Regions from separate parts of the Sus scrofa genome. Here region 1 is linked to region 2. The links are chromatin contacts, called in public Hi-C maps. All regions are on one chromosome and are shown on one strand. The core of a region is the stretch at or near the end of the contact, and the rest is flanking DNA. Distances in the headings are between cores, read along the strand shown.

The links. Hi-C and Micro-C count contacts between places; a contact is called where the count stands out from the background.
Region 1: a contact with region 2 is called in a Hi-C map of skeletal muscle, with 6 times the contacts expected there. The contact joins the promoter of PTPN12 here to the promoter of RSBN1L in region 2. A contact is called at or near these places in 2 of 5 promoter capture datasets (fetal liver and liver), 7 of 47 Hi-C or Micro-C datasets (alveolar macrophages, fetal skeletal muscle, heart right ventricle and 3 more) and 2 of 2 datasets of contacts at active chromatin or transcription factors (alveolar macrophages and skeletal muscle).

What each region holds. Positions count from the first base shown.
Region 1 is chr9:102,560,055-102,566,919 of Sscrofa11.1, forward strand. It overlaps PTPN12 (tyrosine-protein phosphatase non-receptor type 12), which reads right to left and starts at 3,915. Exons shown (of 16, transcript XM_021102557.1): 1 at 3,486-3,915. The coding sequence starts at 3,584. It overlaps LOC102167907 (a long non-coding RNA gene), which reads left to right and starts at 4,122. Exons shown (of 3, transcript XR_001299008.2): 1 at 4,122-4,484; 2 at 5,206-5,261.
Region 2 is chr9:102,429,990-102,436,715 of Sscrofa11.1, forward strand. RSBN1L (round spermatid basic protein 1-like protein) reads right to left here and starts at 5,226. Exons shown (of 8, transcript XM_021102552.1): 1 at 4,614-5,226. The coding sequence starts at 5,184. LOC102167692 (a long non-coding RNA gene) reads left to right here and starts at 4,537. Exons shown (of 4, transcript XR_002347076.1): 1 at 4,537-5,839.

The sequences.
Region 1 (6,865 bases), core at 2,665-5,164, 130 kb after region 2:
AATAATAGACAAGTCAGAGTAGTTAGTGGCAGATGGAAAAATTTCTATCTGTACTAGTTATCAAGATATTCAACTTAAAGCAAGACACCATTTTTCAACCATCAAATGATCAAAGATCAAGATAATTATATGAACACTCATATATTAGTGACAGTTGAATAAACTGATACTTCTTCAAAAAGTTATTCAAAAATATATATTAAATGTTTACATCCTTTAGCCTAGTACTTACACTACTGGAAGATATCTTATGTAATTATCCAAAATGAAGGTTTATGCATGTGTTCATTACAGAATTAATAATACATAATAGCAGAAAATAAATGGTCTAAACATTTGACCACGGGAAAATAGTTAAGCGATAAAATAGTGGCCAGATGAAATATTATATAGCCACCTATATATTTATATATTTATAAATGGAAAACACTTACCAAACATTAAGTTAGAAAAATAACCCAAGAATGTGTGTGTGTGTGTATTTTTTTTTAAGGGCCACACCTGCAAGCATATGGAGGTTCCCAGGCTAGGGGCTGAATCAGAGCTACAGCTGCCGACCTACACCACAGCCACAGCAATGCCAGATCCGAGCCATATCTCTGAACCACACCTCAGCTCATGGCAACGTCAGATCCTTAACCCACTGAGCAATGCCAGGGATTGAACCTGCATCATCACGGTTCCTAGTTGGATTCATTTCCGCTGAGCCATGACAGGAACTCCTAACCCAAGAATATTAAATGGTATATTTAAGTATGGTCACAGAGAAGCATTAAATACATTAATGGGAGTTCCCTGGTGGCCTAGATTAAGGATTCGGCATTGTCACTGCTGTGGCTTTGGTTGGATCCCTGACCAGGGAACTTCTGAATGCTGTGGGCAGGGCGGGGGGAAAAAAAAAAAAATTAACAGAAATAGCCTTTGCGTGATGGGAAAGTTGCATAGATTTGAAAGAGCACAGTTTGAATGCCCATTCCACTTTCCTAAAGGTAAGGCATTCTTAATTGTTATTCTATAATTTCCAAATCTGAAACAGTGAACTTTATCCCTTTACAAATGAATAGGGTTATAATAGCTAGATTATCTTTAAGGCTCAATTCTAAAATGCTAAAATTTAAAACTGCATTTTAATCCAGTCAGAATTTAAGAACAGAAAAGTTAGACTCTATCAGCTCTTCCATGGCAGAGAGGATATAGTTTCCCTCCAGCCTTCTAGTCAAGGGAAAAGACAGCAACAACCAGCAGCCTTAATTATATCTACAGCTTATCAAGTCACGGAATAAAGAAAGCAAGCACTATAAAAGAACAGCCTTAGTCATCAAATCATGTAGAATCACCTAGCTATCCCAGAAGAAAAAGGAAACTCATTTAGTCCTAGAGAAAAGAAATCTCCAATAGGAATCCCTGACTCATCCCCAAAGCATGAACCCTAAGGCCACTTCCCCTGCACAGGAGTTCAGAGACTGAGCATTTGTCCTGATGGCCTGCATTTCCAAACAATGCTCCTTCCTGACAGGATAGGCTCCTGGATAGCAAGAAGACTAGCATGGAGAGGAAAAGTGGCCAGGGACCACATCACCTCTTCTTCCATAACCAAAACAAGATTGTAATTAGTCTGAAACATATAACATATTCTAAGTTAATATTTTTTTCTATTTTTGCTAGAGAGTCAAAAGGGGACTCCATTCAATTACTGTGGTATCATTCCAAAAATAGCAACACATTCAAAATTCTCAGAGGTAAGAGGGAAAAATGTCCTCTTTTCCTTAACCTTCTCAGATCAAAAACTTGTTTTTCAAAATACATGGGCTAAATAACAAGAGAAAAATGTTTAAAATAGGCATAAATTATTTAATCAATATTTTTTTCCACCTTGAAAAGATACTATGGAAACCTACCTCCTAGCCTCTATTATTGGTCTAGGGAGGAGGGAATCAACAAAGCTCAACAATACTGTTACAATATTGTGTAAGGTCAGGGATCTTATATATATATAGGTGTTAACAATTTTAACATTAAAAATTTACTAGATTGGAGTTTCTTTAAAATGTGAAAAGGCATTTTAGTACTAAAAGCCATTTCACCTGCACCTTGTAAACAATTAAACTGTACTTTGAAACAAAAAACAAGTCAACGTTTGCTGCTCAGTCCTTTTTATAGACATAAACTATGTATCCTTTTTACGATCCACAATTTCAGACTTAAGTGATTATTCTTCGTGTATCTAGCCCCGGAGCAAAATTTTCCCTAGCGTATTTCCCATTCCCAAACTCCGCCAAGTCTAAGGAGCAACCACTTCCCAAAGTCCCACTTCCTTTTCCATTCCCCAGACCTCCAGGGTTTCCAACGCCCCAGTCTTGCGCAACATCCGCAGGAGCAGCAGCCGCAACCACCGCCTCCTAAACCGAGAAACAACCCTAAAGGGAACATTGTCCAGCAGAAAAATAAAGGGGGGGGGGTAATGGAGGAAGTCGACTTCTGGTCCCACGCCTTCGGTTCTGACCCCATCACAGTGATGACCCAAGAGCAATTTCACGCACAAGACTTTTAACCTCGTCTCCAGCCCGCCAGCACAAGCAGAGGGCGGAAGCGGTGGGAAGGGGGGTTAGGATGGGGGTAGGCCTCGGAGGTTATCTCCCAGTTCAGGGCTTCGGCCCTTACCGTCGCCTCCGCCCCACCAGGACTATTGTTCCCAAGTTCCCCACCCCCACCCCGGATAGGAAGTGATAGTCACATCCCCTCCGCCTTCAGCAATATCCCCTAGGGAGTCTGAAGTAGGCTTCAGGATAACCACCCCCGCCTCTACACATACACTTTACCCCCTCGACCTCAAGTCACGCTGACCCCAACACCATCTCAAACCAGGGTCTCAAGCGACGAGACGGGTAAAAAGAAATTGAGTAAACCAAGAGATTTCTTTCGAGCAATCCTTTCCCATGCGTTGGAGATAATAATTGCCAGTCCAGAAACGGCAAAAGTCCTACCTTGCCCACTTCTGAGCCCAGCTTGAGCAAAGGGACCCCGTGAGTTAATTGCAATCTTAATAGCCACGTTCTGCCGTCAGCCAAGATCGCTCTCCTCCCTGCCTCGACCCTCCCAGCAGGGGCGGTCTGGACGGGGAGGTGAGGAAAGACTAGCCCCCCGGCCTGCACCTCATTCGCCTCGGGCTCCCGGCCCGAGAAACAATAGGTGGTCGCGGGCGGCGGTGCTGAGTGCGGGCTCGGCCGGCCGCCTCTCCCTTCGCGTCCCAGACGCCGGCGGAAAGGGACGCGATCGCGGGAAGAGAGGAAAGGAGGCCGAGGGGCGGAGGCGACCTCACCTCCCGCTGGCCTCCGAGACCACCCGGCCTTTGGAGCTGGTGCGCGCCGCCTCCGCCCCTCTCCTTACAGCCGCACACAAAGCACTGGCGGCCCGGGCCGGCTGGGCAAGGCGGCAGTGGGCTCCGGTGCCGGCGAAAGGAGGCGACAGCGAGGGGAGGGACTCACCATGAAGTCCCGGGCGAAGTTGTCCTCCCCATTGTGATCCGGACTCTTCATGGCCTGGACCCTCTGGATGAATTTCCTCAGGATCTCCACTTGCTCCATCCTCCCGCGTCCCCCCGGCTGCGGTCGCCGGCCCCCCCGCCGCCCGCCCGCCCGGCGCAGAGCCCGCTCAGTCTTCCCCAGCTCGCTCCCCCAGCCCGTCCCCTCCCTCCCGACCCCCGCCGCTCCCTACTCCTCCTCTTTGCCCGAGGCAGCGGCAGCGGCAGCGGCAGCGGCGGCCGGCTCCTGATCCTACAACTTGCAGGAGCAGCCGCCGCTCTCCCACAGTACGAGGCGAGCCGCTGCGGCTAGCGCCAACCCCAACCCCCTGCGTGCCCCATCCTCCTTCCCCGCCCTCCTCCAGCTCCGTCGGAGACGCCGCCACCGCCTTAGGAACACGGCTCTCCGATCGCCCTGCCCCCCCCACCCCTTCCCGGTTCCTCCTTCCCTCCCTCCCCACAAGCAGCAGCAGCCGCAGCCGCCTCTCCCCACGGGCGCGCCCCCGCCGCCACCCAGACGCGCGGCCCCGTGCCGCGGCTCCGCCCCTGGCGCGACGCCGCGCCTAGCCGCCCCCGCAGTCCACGCCCCGGAGCCCGCCCCGCGGGCTCTGGCCGGGCTAGGAGTGGCTGGAAGAAGCTTCGGCAGTCGGCTGGGAGACTTGACTCCACTTCCGGGGCGTGGTCCCACCCCGGCAGCTAGTAGGTCTGAGGAGCGCTAGAATGAGGGTGTTAGGCTAAATGGCAAGCCCTAGTCAGTTGGAGTAGGACTTGAGTTGGAAATTACGGTCTCACTGCTTACTAGTGCGAAAAGCACATTTCTAGAGTGCTTCGCCGTCGCCGCCAGCCTTGAGTTGGGACTACAAGTCCGGGTTCTCAGGAGTCCAGGAATGGGGGCGGGAGAGGGCGTTGTGGGAAGAGTGGCATGCTGGGAACTGTAGTAGCGTTGACTCCACGTTCGCTGCAGGTACGTCTTCATCTTAAGGTTGACTGCAGTTAGACGTTGGCACTTTGGGTAATGACCAAGGCCAAGAGAAGCGAAATGCTTCTTCAGTGACAGGACTTAACCCTTTTGCAGTTGTGTTTAAACCCTGCCGAGTGAGCGCCTGAAGTGCGGGGTGCGTCCTAATACATACCACGCATGTGATAGGCACTCAGTGTTTGCTGAATTGAAAGGATTTTTTCTTGCCTTTATATTCGCAGCACCTCGGAACTGAATAATAGGCTTTTCTTCGTAGAATGCATCGTCGTGAATTTTCTAGTAATCCGAGATTATCCACCCTAAAGAAAGTGAATTTCCCAAGGTCTGCCCGCATACTCTTAGCAGAGCCCAAACTAGAACTCAAATCCTTTTTCCTTCCCTACAACACCATATTGCCTCTGACTCTAAGGAGCATTAAGCTTGTGATAATGTGACAGAAGTGAAGTATTTGATTCATGGACTTCCTTTGGTCACTTAGGCCCACAAACAATGTTTTTTACAGGTCGATTGGTCAGGCAATCTGGATAAAAATAGAACATATCAGTGGTAGGTCCCTTTTTCCAGATGAATGTTTAGAAGCATCGTGGAATTTAATGATACTCCTTGACGAAAACAAGTATGAGTAACAAGATCCAACTTCTTATTTGTTTTAAAGAAGAATATTTCTCTCTGAAAGAATACAACTGATATCCACTTTTCTTCTTAGAAATAACCACTTCCAGATGTGTCCTTCCAAATGTCTTCCTATGCATTTATATACAGGTATGTGCATATAAAACGATACAGTTTTGTCCTGTATTATAAAAATTAACTTAGAGAAATAGTTTGATTTCTAAGGCAAGCTTTATTTGAAACTAGGGGCCTGGAATATTTTACTTTGTTCAGATTACTGAGACTGGATTTGAGATAAGTTTCACTGGATATGAGATAAGATCAAGAGCTGGGTTTGATCTGCTACCAATATAGCACACCATAGGGTACCCTATTCCTCCAGAACTAGGAGAGAAATTAGCCTCTAGGCAAAGAATTGGGCAGATGATCAAGATTACCTCTACTTTGATTTGTCAAAAAGAATGCACCAATTAGGTGATGATTGTTAAAGGCTAAATGCTGGACAAGCTATAAAACAGCCTAGTGACAGTCAGGTGGGAAGTGTTATTTGTTGGAATTATTGAGTCCTATTTTGGCTAGTGTTTTTGAGTCTTTTTTTTTTTTTTTTTTTTTTTTTTGTCTTTTTGCTAATTTCTTTGGGCCGCTCCCGCGGCATATGGAGGTTCCCAGGCTAGGGGTTGAATCGGAGCTGTAGCCACTGGCCTACGCCAGAGCCACAGCAACGTGGGATCCGAGCCGAGTCTGCAACCTACACCACAGCTCACGGCAACGCCAGATCGTTAACCCACTGAGCAAGGGCAGGGACCGAACCCGCAACCTCATGGTTCCTAGTCGGATTCGTTAACCACTGCGCCACGACGGGAACTCCGAGTCTTTTTTTTTTTTTTTTTTTTTTTAACTTTCACTGTGAGCTTCTCTCTCACAACACGACTGTTTTTTTGAGTTATCAGCAGATACCTTTGGCATCTCATGTAGGTTAGGGAAAACAAAAGTAAAGTGCCTTTATGGATTTAGGTTCTTTTGGAAAAACTTTTCTATTTTTAGTGTATTTAGGTCTTGTTTCAATCTACACATATTTTTTGAGCACCTCAAAACATGAGGGGTTTGTGCTGTGTGGGGGCAGGGCAAGATACCAAAAATGTCTCAGAGATGGCTTCTTCTAGAGCTTATAGCTTAGTTCAGGAGACAGGGAAATACACTAAAATCTTAATTCCAATGATTTAATAAATGCCGAATGAGTGATACAGACAATGCGTGTTTTAACAATTCTAAGAAGAGAGAATAATGAACTGGGTTGTCAATACATAGTGATCACAGAGGACCTTAGAAGGATAAGTGAAATTAGGTTTGAATGGAAAGAAGAATTCCCAAGGAAGAGAAGTGATGAAACAATAAGCATGATGATAGCCAAGCAGAAGTTCGGAGCAGAACTTTTGTATATGTGTGAGGGCACTAAAGTAGACTGGGACTGGACTCTGGGGCGCATTCAGTGCCTGGCTGAGGATTTAAACTTGATAATTGTTGTCAGTGGGAGCCACCAAAGGTTTCTGAGTCTAGAAGTGAAATTAGGAAAATACTATTCTGGCACTTTATGGCTGAGTTGTGAAGTAATAAGGGAAGAGAATGGTATGAGTGATATTAGGAGCCAACACATGATACAACAAAACCTGAAACTATGGTCACAGCTCTGCAGTTACAAAGAAACAGGTGGATGTGAAAGAGACTGAAAGACCTCACAGACCTAGGTGATGAAC
Region 2 (6,726 bases), core at 3,976-6,475:
GTAATAGTAGAGAAACCAAAGAATAAACCAAAAAGAAGGCATGAGATTCAGGAAAAAGGAACTCAACAAAAGTGAAAAAAATTCCCAGAATGTCCCAAGATGACATCTTTGCAGTAGACCTAAACAGAACACAATCCAGAAGAAAGCAGGCAGGATAGTTACAGAAGAGATACTACAGGAATAAATGGAACTGGTAAATTTATCTGACAGATTTGACCATGTGGAAAACTGTACTGAGAAGCATTTTATAGAGCTGCTGAAAGGTATAGAAAGATTTTTGCCAGACAAAACTAAGCAAATGAAAAAAAAAAGGCCATGAAAAACAAAAGATTACACAAGAAAATGAAATCACAGTAAACTACTATCTCAGCAATGACAAATATTTGGCCAGAATGATGAAAACTCTCAACGTGAACTTAACCTAAAACTGTAAAGCAGTGGAGTTACCATCATGGCTCAGTAGAACAAAGCTGACAAATATGACTACAATCCATGAGAATGCAGGTTCAATCCCTGGCCTCACTCAGTGGGTTAAGGATCTGGCGTTGCCGTGAGCTGTGGTGTAGGTCGAAGATGAGGCTTGGATCTGGCGTTGCTGTGGCTATGGCATAGGCCAGAGACTACAGCTTCGATTCAACCCCTAGCCTAGGAACCTCCATATGCCACAGGTATGGCCCTAAAAAGACAAAAAAAAAAAAAAAAAAAAATTGTGGAATAGCAATATTTGAAAGATGGAGAAAAGTCTAAAGTTTGAAAAGTCTTTGAACATCTCTTTAAAATCATTGACATTGACATATCTCAAACTATTCAATCCTAAGGAAAGCCTCTATTTTCATTAGCGCTAAATTCTGCAACTACACTTTCAAGGCAAAAATTAGTGAAATGCTTTAGTTTTGTCTTGGGCTATGTCACAGGGTCATTCTAAGGAAATAGCTAAATGCAAAGAAAAGCACAAACAAAAATTAGATTTATTTATACAAGTTTTATTGGTTACTGGAATTGGTCAAGGCAGCTTATTACCTAGTAATATGTCTGCACTATTGTTTGCTATAATTCTAAATGCTGGACACTTTCAGCACATGCTCATTCTAATTTCCACATTTATCACTTAATAATTTATTCAGTCTTATAGGAAAACAGGCTGTGAACCCTTCAGTAGATTACTTCTTTATGCACAAAAACTTGGTTATTTTATAGTTTTAAAAATCTAAAATGTTTTACACTTTTCTGAGGAATAAATTTGACTTTTACTTGATGACTCAGGCAATCATGCACATCAGTACTATGACTAGATGGCCTCTGAGGTTTTAGGTGTGCAAGGCATCAGCCCATACACTAAACGGGCCTGACTGATAATGCTTTTGTAATTCTCCTGTTCATTAATTTTAACTTTCAGATCTACTATCAATTGTCCTTCCTCTACCTGGACTGACCCACCTTTTGAGAATTGTTATGGGGTTAAAAAACAAAACAAAACAAAAAAACCACCCTGTTCCTGACACAAATAATATTTACTAGGAGTTCCCGTCGTGATGCAGTGGTTAACGAATCCGACTAGGAACCATGAGATTTAGGGTTCAGTCCCTGGCCTTGCTCAGTGGGTTAAGGACCCAGTGTTGTCGTGAGCTGTGGTATAGGTTGAAGACGTGGCTCGGATCCCGAGTTGCAGTGGCTCTGGCATAGGCCAGCGGCTACAGCTCCAATTCGACCCCTAGCCTGGGAAACTACATACGCCATGGGAGCGGCCTTAGAAAAGGCAAAAAGACCAAAAACAAACAAACAAACAAACAAAAAAACACATTTACTAAATGCCCTGCCTTTCATACACATACTTTCATGTAATCCAAATAACTTCTGTTAGAATGACAGCCAACGTAAAGTTTTAGCAGTTTTAACTAAAGACTAAAAAAAAAAAGAAAAAAAAAAAAAACCCCAAAAAACTACTACAAATAATACATGAGGTTAATTGCATAATGAAGTTTGGGAGCTGGATCTTGTGGATGGTTTGGGGGGGTTGATTTGTTTTTTGAGAGAAGGATCTATTTTCCTTGCTTTGGTGTCTTTAAGTTTCAGTTCTGATTAAGACTAGTCAATCAGTAAGTTATGGGATAATTGCGGGATCCAAAGAACTATCCAACTCAGAGCAACACCAAAAAGAGGTATGTACCTAAGACAAGAGACACCTGGTCATTCATTCACTAAGATTTTTCACAGAATGCCCAGAAATATGAGAAGTGCATTACAAATTAGAACTTTCATACTTGCAATTGTATCTATGTTAAATGCATACACATAATTTTGCTACTTTAATAATTCTGTTGCTTAAAAATCTTCTTAGCTGAATAAAATAGAACCCTAATTAATTTAAATCTGAACTTTTAAAGGATATAAGTATGTCCCACATTAAAATGGAAAGACTTTCTTAGAGTTCCCTGGTGGCTCAGAGAGTTAAGGATTACTTGTCACTACTGTGGCTTGGGTTTGATCCCTGGAGGGGGAACTTCTGCATGCCAAAGGCTCAGCCAAAAAAAAAGGGGGGGGGGAATATTTTCACCATTAAATTTACCATCAAGACACTGAAAATCAATTCTTCTCTTTGATTCTTAGTTTTTCCTCAATAAAAATATCAGCATGTCCATCAAAAGAAAAAAAAAATCTTACCATAGTGTCCCTACCTAGTCACTATTCAAAAAAGCTACTACATACATGAGAGAAAAACATCTTAATGTAAAAGCTATCATTGCTTATATTCAGGCTTAATGATGTAAGCTGTAGCCTTCAAAAGGAGGATTCTAAAAGTGATTTAAAAGACTAGAAACTTTATGGAGTTCCCATCATGGCTCAGCAGTTAACGAATGTGACTAGCATCCATGAGGATGCAGGTTCGATCCCCGGCCTTGTTCAGTGGGTAAGGATCTGGCATTGGCGTGAGCTGTGATGTAGGTTGCAGTCGTGGCGGATCTTGTGTTGTTGTGGCTGTGGTGTAGGCCAGCAGCTACAGCTCCGATTTGACCCCTAGCTTGGGAAACTCCTTATGCCACGGGTGAGACCCTAAAAAGCAAAAAAAAAAAAAAACCCAGAAACTTTAACAGCCATTTCACTTTAAAAGCCATTTATGTGCTCCCATATTTTGGGTTAGAATTGTTAAAGATTGCTTACTTATTTATTTTCAGCGATTGCTATACATCCATAATGTTATACCCACATTCACTTCCTCATTCAGAGAAATCAGAAGAGCAAACACACTTTACACATCACAAATAAGATTGATGTTATGCGGCAAATGCAGACTTCCAGGCACTTTCAAAACAAAATTGCTTTAAGATACTAGCCAACTAAAATTCCCAACTAAAATAGTTAAATTCCATTCTCAAAACTACTTTCCTAGAAACAACACTCTTCGAAGCTGAGAGATCCTTTAACTGTGTGCAAGAGTACCTGACGGCTATGCTAATATGCCACTGAGGTAACACTGTTGCTACATACTATTGTGCAGCATCTTTAAAAATTGAGAAAACAGCCATTCTAATTCAAACAGAGAGAATTGTTCATGCTCTAAACTATCATTAGATTAGCAACGCTAAAACTGCTTGACATGTCACTTTCCCTAAAACAAACAAAAATACTTTGACAATACTGTGTATCAACGGACATTACGTGCTTTAAGCGTGTGATCATATAAAGATCTAATTTTCAACCAGTCTCCATGTTGCACCACTGTCAAAACACTGTATCAAAGAGCTAAATAGGTAGGACTGTTTTAAAGAAATACTTCCTGAAAATTATATGACTAGCCTACATTTTAAAAGAAAACTTCGTAGTCGTTTCTGAAAAGAACGCTTAAGAATCTCCCTTTCTCTGATGCTAAAACATTTTGCAGTCAAGTTCTTGGTCTGGCCGAAAAACGTCAATACTCCTGATTTTATCATTTGCTTCAGGGGGAAAAAAAAAAAAAAAAAAAAGAATATGGCTGAAAATCCTTTCTCAAGTGGTCCTATTTTAAACAGGACCACTCAAAACACCTAAGAATACGGAGTGGAGAGAAGGGTGGAGGGAGGGTACCTTGTGAAACAGCACACTCCCGGCCCTGCACACTACCTCATTTCCCTAATAGGAATGAAAACCTCAGGCCTCTGGTAGCTTCCAGCTGACGCCAAAGCTCTCCACACCCCTTTTTTTGACAGGATTTTCTGGCTTTGGAGGCTGTGTCACAAATATAAATTCTGTGATCACATCTAAACGGTCTAAAAGTCAAGCATCTTCTACAGGACCAAACCCTTCCCGATCCCGTTCTCTCCCATCTACCTCCGTGGCCAAACACACCTAGGCGGGTCCCCTAGACCGAATTCTACAATTCCTGCAGCGCACTAACTCGGAGGCAGAGACCATACAGAAAATGAGTTTCGGCCATTCGCCTCGCTGAGACCGAAATTACAGGCTCCACTTCCTGTCCCCAAGGGGGCCGCAAAATCGCCTGCGGAGAACGGGACGCCTCCCGCCCCTCCAGGCTGGCGCACGCGGCCCCCGCGCTCCCCCTGCCCGGGCCCCACGGGCGCCAGCTGCTGGCGGGGACCTCGGGCGCCCTCCCCCCACCTCCCGGCACCGGCACCCACCTCGCTGCAGCGGCTTCATCTCCCCGTTCTCCTCGCGGGCAGCCCCGCCGGCCTCGCCCGCCCCTCCGAGGCCGTGCCTCCTCCTTTCCTTCTCTCGCTTTTCCTTGGGTCTGCGCGGCTTGGCGTTGGCCGAGGAGGCGGCGGCCGGCAGCAGGAGATGGTGAGGTTGAGCGTGCAGCAGCGTAGGAGGAACCAGCAGTTTGCGCGGCACGGGCTGAGACGAGGAAGCGGAGGCTGAGGAGGGGACAGCAGTGCCAGAGGAGAAAGAGAAATTGCTCCGAGAGGAGGATGGGGTAGGGACAGCAGACAGAGCGGCGAAGCTCCAAGAACCAGAGCTGCCATAGCTCTGAGGCGAAGGTGTCGCGGGCGACTGCAACAGCCTGCTGTTCCCGCCGCTGCTTCCTTCTCCGTTCAGCCTCCTCGGCGTTTTCTTTTCCTCAGTCCGGATCTTCTTGGCGGACAGAGGACCCGATGGGTCCCGAGGGGGGAGTTGCAGCTTGCCAAAGGGTTCTTTCTCCGAAACGGCGGTAGCGGCGGGGGCGCCGTGCACTGTGCTCGGCGGTTCCGCCATTTTGCGCTCCTGTTGTATTTACTCTCCTTCGCTCCCGGGCGCGGGGCAGGGGCGGGCACTCCGCGAGAGGCGGGAAAGGGGCGGAGCGGCCGGGCTCTCCATTCGGCGAGCCACCCTGAGGGATCTCTCTAAGAACCAATCAAAGGAGCGAGTCTCGAGCCGCAGTGGGGAGTGGGGGGGGATCGCCTTGCGTTCCCTTTTTGGAGTTCATCCGACCGCGGGGCGCGGCTAATGGCCCAGCGAGCAGTGAAGGGAGGGTCTTCCTGCCAGAACTCGGGTGCCCCGCGAGCGTCTGAGAACCCCAATTCCAGATCCCAAAATCTGTCCCGGCCAGGTCGCGGTCGTTTCTGCCTCGACGACTTTGTCGTGTACCACTTTCCCTTCTTTTTTCCCTGAAGTACCTTTGGCCCCTCCTCTGCCTGTTCCCGCTCAGAAGCCGAATTTCTGAGCCAACTCAACTCTGAGGAGAAAAATTTGCCTGAAATTAAATCCTTGCGTCTATCAGGCAATAATCGATTGATGGCAGGAGCTAAAAAGTCACTTGTCTTGAGAAGTAGTGCAGTTTTGCTAAAATCGTCATCTCTAATGCTCTGAGGGAGGTAACTTCCTGAAGACCCAGAACTTTCTTGCGGATTGCTTACTACCAAGCTTGAAGGTAAGACTCTCCTGAAGAATTTTTTTTTAACTATTGCTTTTGGACTCTTAAAAATTTAATTTTATTAGCATTATTGTAGCTCACATCCGCTGAGAAAAATTTATTGGCGGTACCTATAGATGTTTAAAAAGCAAGGATTTTTTAAAGTGTATTTTAGCGTTTCGTTAGCATTCTGTTCAATGTTTTGTAAGCCGTGTGCTTTGTAACTTAGAAGATGAGGAGTTTGAGGAGATGGTTACAGTCATTGCATCCAAAGTGAAGAACAGGATATTTACTCCAAGATCTTCAGGAGATCAAAAAGTCAAAGTAAAAATAGATGAAGTAAAATCAAGAGAAAAATCAAGTAAAATCAAAGTAAAATCACGAGATGTCCAGTTCCTGTGGTGGCTCAGCAGAAATGAATCTGACTAGTATCCATAAGGATGCAGGTTTGATCCCTGGCCTTGCCCAGTGGGTTAAGGATCCACTGTTGCCATTAGCTGTTGATGTAGGTTGCAGACATGGCTTGGATCTGAGGTTGCTCTGGCGTCTTTGATTTGAGCTGGGACATGGGAACCTCCATATGCCACAGGTGCAGCCCTAAAAAGCCAAAAAGCCAAAAAAAAAAAAAAAAAAAGATGACCAGTTGGAGGAGAGTTTGAGTCCTCAAGAGAGCCCTAAATTGCATATAACTTTGTGGAAATCAATTGAAAGTAACTTTTCAGGATTACCAAGTCTGGAGACCTCATGAAGTTTGAAATTTTTTTTTTTATTTTCACTTTGGGGGGTTATGGGAGGTTGGCTTTTTAGATATTTTGGAGTCAAAATTTAATATTGGTTTGTAGACCTTTTTTTAGTTGTCTAGAATTTTTAGAGTAGTGAAAAGCATTTAGTGCACTTCCTTCAAT